2 separate regions of the Gossypium arboreum genome follow, and region 1 is linked to region 2. Evidence: chromatin contacts called from public Hi-C data. All regions are on one chromosome and are shown on one strand. Each heading gives the region's core, a stretch centred on a gene start, on an enhancer-like site or on the middle of the called end of the contact. The rest is flanking DNA. Distances are from core to core; before and after follow the strand shown.

The links. A called contact is a pair of places that touch in the nucleus more often than the background predicts.
Region 1: a contact with region 2 is called in a Hi-C map of leaf, with 3 times the contacts expected there. The contact joins the promoter of LOC108460586 here to the promoter of LOC108458327 in region 2. A contact is called at or near these places in 2 of 5 Hi-C or Micro-C datasets (both in leaf).

Annotation. Positions count from the first base shown.
Region 1 is chr4:84,113,350-84,116,987 of ASM2569848v2, reverse strand. LOC108460586 (2-Cys peroxiredoxin BAS1, chloroplastic-like) reads right to left here and starts at 1,337. Exons shown (of 7, transcript XM_017760130.2): 1 at 1,018-1,337; 2 at 335-409; 3 at 137-218; 4 at 1-49. The coding sequence starts at 1,221. It overlaps LOC108458857 (putative HVA22-like protein g), which reads right to left. Exons shown (of 8, transcript XM_053026661.1): 6 at 3,557-3,620; 7 at 3,223-3,480; 8 at 2,762-3,146. The coding sequence ends at 2,889.
Region 2 is chr4:83,610,777-83,614,179 of ASM2569848v2, reverse strand. LOC108458327 reads left to right here and starts at 1,577. Exons shown (of 13, transcript XR_001867276.2): 1 at 1,577-1,710; 2 at 1,958-2,062; 3 at 2,167-2,240; 4 at 2,837-2,908; 5 at 3,029-3,057; 6 at 3,148-3,198.

The DNA.
Region 1 (3,638 bases), core at 88-2,587, 500 kb before region 2:
GTGTTTAGCTTCTCAAATTCTTCATAGCGGTCACTGAAAGCAGTAATCTCTGCAAGCAGGAAGCATTTTAGGAGGTGAAAATGAGACTCTAATATCATAGAAAACTATTAGGCTAGTTGTTCAGGGTGAAAGACACCTGTGGGGCAAACAAATGTGAAGTCCAGCGGGTAAAAGAAGAGAATCACATATTTCTTCCCAATGTATTCGGAGAGCTTGACCTGAAAGAATAATGCATAGTTAAGAATAGAATTGGAAAAAACATATGTAATCATAACAAAAGAGGGAAAATTTTATTTAAGTGCCTATACTTGAGAACAATATCCACATAAGATACCTTAATGAACTCCTGGTCAAAGACGGCCTCAGCCTCAAAATCAGGGGCAGGATTTCCCACCAATGGAAGCTCACTCTGAAAGAGATGCGCGCAATATGAAACCGAATCATACATGGGAAATTATGTGGATAAAGAAATAGTTCACCATCAAAACATTCAGAATTCGTTTAGAATAAACATATCTCAAAATTAATTCTGAATTTCACTTAACATAATTTGCTCCTCTTTCTTCTTTTTCCTTTCTCCAAATTGCTAAAATGTTTATTGACAACAAACTAATTCATTTTAAACTAAATGATATAGATATCCATTTTCATTTGGAGCCCCCAACAAAACTCACCAAATGGAGTTAGCTTTGGCTTCCTATTTTGCCTTTACAATGGAGTCATAGACCCACATTTACGGCGCTATTCCTTGGCAATACTAATTTTTTCCATCTTTGTATTAAAATCGAAACCAGATCCAAATTCCACACTCTGAAATACATTCTAAAAAAATCCTTTGTAAAAATAACTAAAGCCCAGAGACATCCTAATACATTATGTTTACAATTGTTGATATTAATAAAAGAAAGTCATTAAAACAAAGTAAATGTCACATTCCCTTTCCAGTCTAAATTAAACCATTTAAAAATTAGTAGAAACATGAATAGAAAAAGCGAAAAGGGGAAGAGAAAAACATACGGTGGCTTTGACGACGAAAGACTTGCGAGAAGGGGAGGCGCGGGAGAGGGAAAAGGAGGCGGGACGAGAAAGGAGAGGGGCAGGGAGACCAGTGAAGGGATTGGGGAGAGAAAGGGATTGGGAGAAGGGCTTGGAATTGGAGGAGAAAGCCCTTGGCTTAGAGGAGATGAGAGCCGCGGCCGATGAAGTAGCTGAGCAAGCCATCTCACTCACTCGCTCACAGTTTGCAGTGAAAGAGAATATGGGCGAGGGATAAATGAAATACCAGAGGGAAGTGGATAAGAAGATAAATAAGTGGACAGTTGGGGTTTGGTCAGTGATTGGGGGGGGGGGGGGGGGTATATTTGTTGCCTTACCCACTCACTCCTCACTCCACATATTTTGGTCTGTGAACTCAAGCCGAGCTTACACAACCTCATTTTGCCTTCGTTTTCTTTTACTTTTGGGCTCTTAGCCCAATTTACCAACTTCTTCCTCAAACACAGAAAATATATAAAATCAACTTTGCATAATAATTAAATATGTTTAGTAATTAAAAAAAAAACACTTTTAAGTAAAAAAGTATTTTTGGAAGGAAAATTGTATTATTTTTGGCGGAAACAAACTTGGGCATATCCAAGATATTATCTGGGATTCTATTGTTTGGATTGAAATGCTATATTCTTCTAAATAAGTCTAGTTGCCTAGATTAATCTAAAGATATGATGTAATTGGTGTCCTGATAATTGTTGAGTCCTGTAGAAGAATCCGTCAAGAATAACATTTGTTGAATATCATTCTGAGGAGTACATTCAACTACCTTCTGCAAAGAAAGTATGTAATGAGATTCGAATTATAGGGTGAAGCATGTGATCCATTAATTGGGCGAAAAGTATAAAAGGTGGTTAATTGTAGAGGTTGACACATAGCTATTTGTTAACCAAGAATCAGAAAAGTATTCACCAAAGTCTAAGAAAGAACCCAAACCCTTGATTCAAAATATTCTACGACCCCGTAAAAAGGTAATAATGAGTAAGACCCACTAAGTTTCTTTGAACTTATATGCGTCTTTTGGTATGCAGGTCTGAGAACTGAACCAGTGTGCCAGGAAGGACCAAGCCAATGATGCGCTATGTTGGTAGACCGAGGGCAATATTATGCATACAGAGAGACATAGAATATGTTTTTCAAGCGACAAGTAGTAAGATACGTTATGAATATGTCTATCAAACACTTTATTTTAAGGTTTTATTTTATCTTTAAAGTTTGTGACAAACGATAAATGTATTATTCAAATCTATTGACTTAGAATAGATTTTATAAAGATAAGTGGTACTTTTAATATAGTTTTTGTAGATTGTAAAATGTTGTTAAGTATGTAAATATCATGATAATTTATATTTAAATATGTTAAATCAAGTCGGATATAGAGTGTTACAACAAACTTTAGTTACATCATATTATCCTACAGTTCACTCATTGGGTTGTGACTTATCCACTGCTTTCTTCATTGTCTTTTTTAACATCCTTCACCCTAATTCATTCTACCTTTGCATATATATCTTTTAGTTAAATTGACTATTGTCCACCCAAAACGGAGTAAATAGACAAGACACAATCACGAAATCTGCATGTTTTATATATTATAACACGTACAAAAGGGCATACATTTAGAGAAGCATTTTTTTTAAAAAAAAAAATTTGCACCTTATGCCCAAGACACAAAACTTCCAACAAAAAAAGCTTTCTAACTCGATGAACATAATTTTGAATAAAAACATAATATATTATTATACGGAGAGGGGAAAAAATGATGAGTGGGATTTCGGACTTGGTATTCAATAAACAAAAAAATCTTCGTACAAATTTGGTTTGTTTTATTACAAATTAAATTAATTTTGTGTTTTGGTGCGGCGGAGCTTGAGACGAGCCTGTTGGAGCCTAGAGTTACTTGGGGAATAGGGAATCGAGTCATCATCGTTGTCGAACTCGTACTCCGTTGGGCTGGTGTCCTCTTGGGATTGACTGAACCTGGGTGAGTTGACTCGGTTTATCGCTGCTGAACTCCAAGCCTTGTTCCTCGCCATCGGACTCCGTAAACCATTTGGAGACGGTGGCGGTGGAACGTTTAGACTTCGATCATCAGATTTCTACAGAAAAAGAAACATGAACGCATTTGACATAATTTTCATTTCAAAGCTAAGAAATGGTGGTAGGGATGGTTACCTTATGGACTTGATCGACATGATTGACTTGCTTGACAGCTTGATTGAGCTTTGCAGACTGACCTGCTAAATATTGGAACATTTCGAAGAATTTAGTCAACCCCATTTCTGAGCAGTTTGACCAGTAATGCATAAACACGTTCCATGCTCGAGCTCTCATCTCCATGATCTTTCGATCCACTTCTGTTTCATGTTTCGCCACGTATGGCCGCACGAAGGTATCGTACACAAAATTGGTTCCCTGCATTTTGTCATATAACTGTGAATTGAGTTTAAAGATTTGCGCAAGGAAAAGGGGTCAATGAAATGAATTCCCTCTACGATTCGATGACTACCTTGATTTTTGGATACCATAGGTAGATAACGAATGCAAACTTCATCTCGCCATACATGGGCAACCTTCAGTATTATTCATAT
Region 2 (3,403 bases), core at 328-2,827:
TCCCAAAGGTGTTTTTATTTTCAACTATAATGACTACCATAAGCAAAAACAACAAATATAGGCCGATATAAAGAATTATCAAAAACCTATAACAGAACAAATTGAGGATGGCTTCGAAGGACTTTGACACAAATCAACACCTTCCATCCAATCCAAATACCCCCAGAAAAACCAATTGCCTCCACATGATGAGAGAATTGAAAACCGAGATTAGCGATGATCAAATCAGCTTTAACACCACTAACTCTAGTCTCTAAAAGACCCACAATATCAACCTTGTGCTCTCAATTATACTCACGAAAAATATGTAAAAATTTGCTACTAACGCACCCTTGACAATTCCTTGAAAATATAAAAAAACACATTATTTGAAAATAATAATAATAAAAAAGTGAAAGATTGACCTTTATTTCTCAGGCAAATGATTTTCTTCATGACCTTTTCCATCAATATTCAACACCTCCTTACAATTCTCATTTTCAATTTGTGAGTTGATAAGCTTAATCTATAAAAAATGACTTTTTAGATAAGATATTTTCATTATTATCTTATTGAATTGGTGTTGGTTTGATTTCTAACATCAATTTAATCAAATATTTAATACATAATATAAATATAAATAATCAAATTTAATATGAATTTAAAATAATTAAGTGTAAGTAAATTTATTAGAATTTGAAGCGTTTTATAAATTCAATTATGAAATGTAAAACAAGTTATATACCTTGTCGAAATTTTATTCATCTATAATCTATATCCATAATATATATATACATATATAAAAGTATGAGTTTGAAAAATATTTGAATTAATTGAAAATAGTCTTTAGTTTTCTTCATATTACTACACTAAAATTTAAAAATAATTTATAATGTATAATTGAGAATTATTAATTAAAAATTGACGTAAAATAAAAGTTGTAATAATTGCATATCTAAAATAATTATGATTTAATAGAAGTTGTGATAATTATACATAATTATAATTTAATTTATTATTATTAGTTAAAAATTGTTTAAATTTTAAAATAGAATTATTACTTAATTAGAACTCAAGTATAAAATATAAGAAAAAGAAAGGTGTTATTAATTAAAATTTTGATGTAAAAATTTGTGCTAATTTTATTTGAAAAAAGGACTTATTATTTTAGTATAATCTTATGCATTTTAAACTTAATTAATAGTTAATTATGCTAATTAGTTATTATTTTAATAATCTTACTTTGCATTGAATATGTTAGAAATGCTTTAATTATAATTTGGAAATTTCATATTATAATATTTGAATTGATAAATTAATATATTTTATAATTAAAATAAAAATATTATTTTATATTAATTAATATGTTAAAAATATAATATTTAAAAAATAAATTAAATATTAAATACATAAAATCAGCTGATTCGGGCTCAACGGTAAGTGGTCAGAGATTCAGTGGTAAGTACTCATCCTGGCCCATTTTCCTGTTAGGTACTCGTATGGTAGCTAACCGGGTCAACTCACTCTCCATCAGTTTTTTTTCAGCCCAACAACAATCCGCTTAAGGCTTAAACAGGAAACCTTTATTACAGCTTTACAAAAGAACTGACTGAAAATAACATAATAAATCTATAATTATAAAAGGTTTAAGTGAAAAAGATCAGAAATGTTAGCTCGTATTGCTGCTCTAACACAGAGACCCCTTTCTTTTATTCGCTCCTTCAAGTACAGGTATATTCCAATTCTTCATTTGATGAAAATATGCAACTATATTTCTGGGTTTATAAAAAGAAACAAAAAACTATCCCAATTGTCTTCTGTATGCATTAGCTTTATAATATTGTTGATGCATGTGACAATAGGCTTCATTATTCTCAGTTTTTAAGCACTTACAATGTCATGAAATATGGGTACAGCCCACTTGTTGACAGCATGAGGAATTTTTAAGTCAACCCGATAAACTTTTTTCAATTTTCAGGAGAACTGATAGCATACCAAATTCCAGCCGTGGAGAAATGGATTTTACGGATTTGGATTCAAATGCTACGAAATGTGTAAATCTTAGGTTGTGCAGTGTCTCCGGGTATGTTATGTTTATAAAGATTCTATTTTATTTTCTTTAGTTTTTAAAGAGGTTTCATATCGATGCTTGTTTTATTGATCTTTTTGGACATCTTTGCTATGCAGTTGCATGACTGAGATACTTGAAATTCGTGCTGTTCGTCCCTCTTTTCATGTTGTGTTTGTTCCTGGAAATCCTGGTATGTTTTAATGTCTTTGATGTACTATTTTAGTATTAGTTGAATGGGTTTATATGCTATTTTGCACCTGATTTTGGCTTTAAGGTTCAATTTGATACTAATATTTTTCTGAAGCACCCAAGTTTGACTTCAATGTTCTATTTAGAATCCGGGAAAGTTATGGTCCCAAGTAAGCATCTATAATTTTTTTACTAGATTAGACATCAAAGACTCGTTGGACCACATGATGCCATTTGGTTTAGGTACCAAATTGAACATTGAAATCAAACTCAGGTAGCAAATTAGGATGAATGAATATTTTTCCCAAGTACCCAAGTTTGACTTCAATGTTCTATTTAGTATCCGAGAATGTTTTGGTCCCATTTAAGTATCTATATTCTTTTTACTAGATTATACATCAAATACTCGTTGGACTACATGATGCCATTTGGTTTAGGTACCAATGTCAACATTGAAGCCAAACTCAGGTAGCAAATTAGGACGAATGGAAACTTAGGTGCCGAATTAAATGTTGAAGCCAAATTCAGGTACCATATTGTATATTAACCCTAGTTGAATTGTTAGAATTAGATCTCAATTGCATCTGATGATCTCAGGTGTTATTACCTTTTACAAGGACTTTGTGGAATCATTGTTCAAGTCCCTGGGAGGAACGGCATCTGTATCAGGTAACAGATTGAGAAGTTTCTCTTTTAATGAAAGATATTCTCTTTATTATTATTATTATTATTATTATTAGCCCTATTATTGTATTTAATAGTTGCTTGCTTTCCTACGGTTCCAAGCAGCTGTTGGCGCTTCAGGTCATACAGAAAAGGTACCAACAATGGTTTTTTTTTATTTTATTTTGTAATCTATGTGCATCTTTGATTTTTCTAATTATTTCCTTCTTTAACCTCCGTTGAAGAATTGGGAACACGGAAAGTTGTATTCCTTGCAAGAACAAATTGATCACAAGGTGACCTTCTATTTATTTATTTGGCTTTTAGCATATTGATAAATAAGAAGAATTTCGGCGAGTCTCTTCCAGAATTGCCAATATTCTCTATTATTAATTTTAATTTCCTGAATTGTCCATGAATATGATACATTTTGATTTACCTTGTCTGTTGAGCTGTTTAAAAATTCTTAACTAATATGCTCTGAGTTGGAAGCCAGTTAGT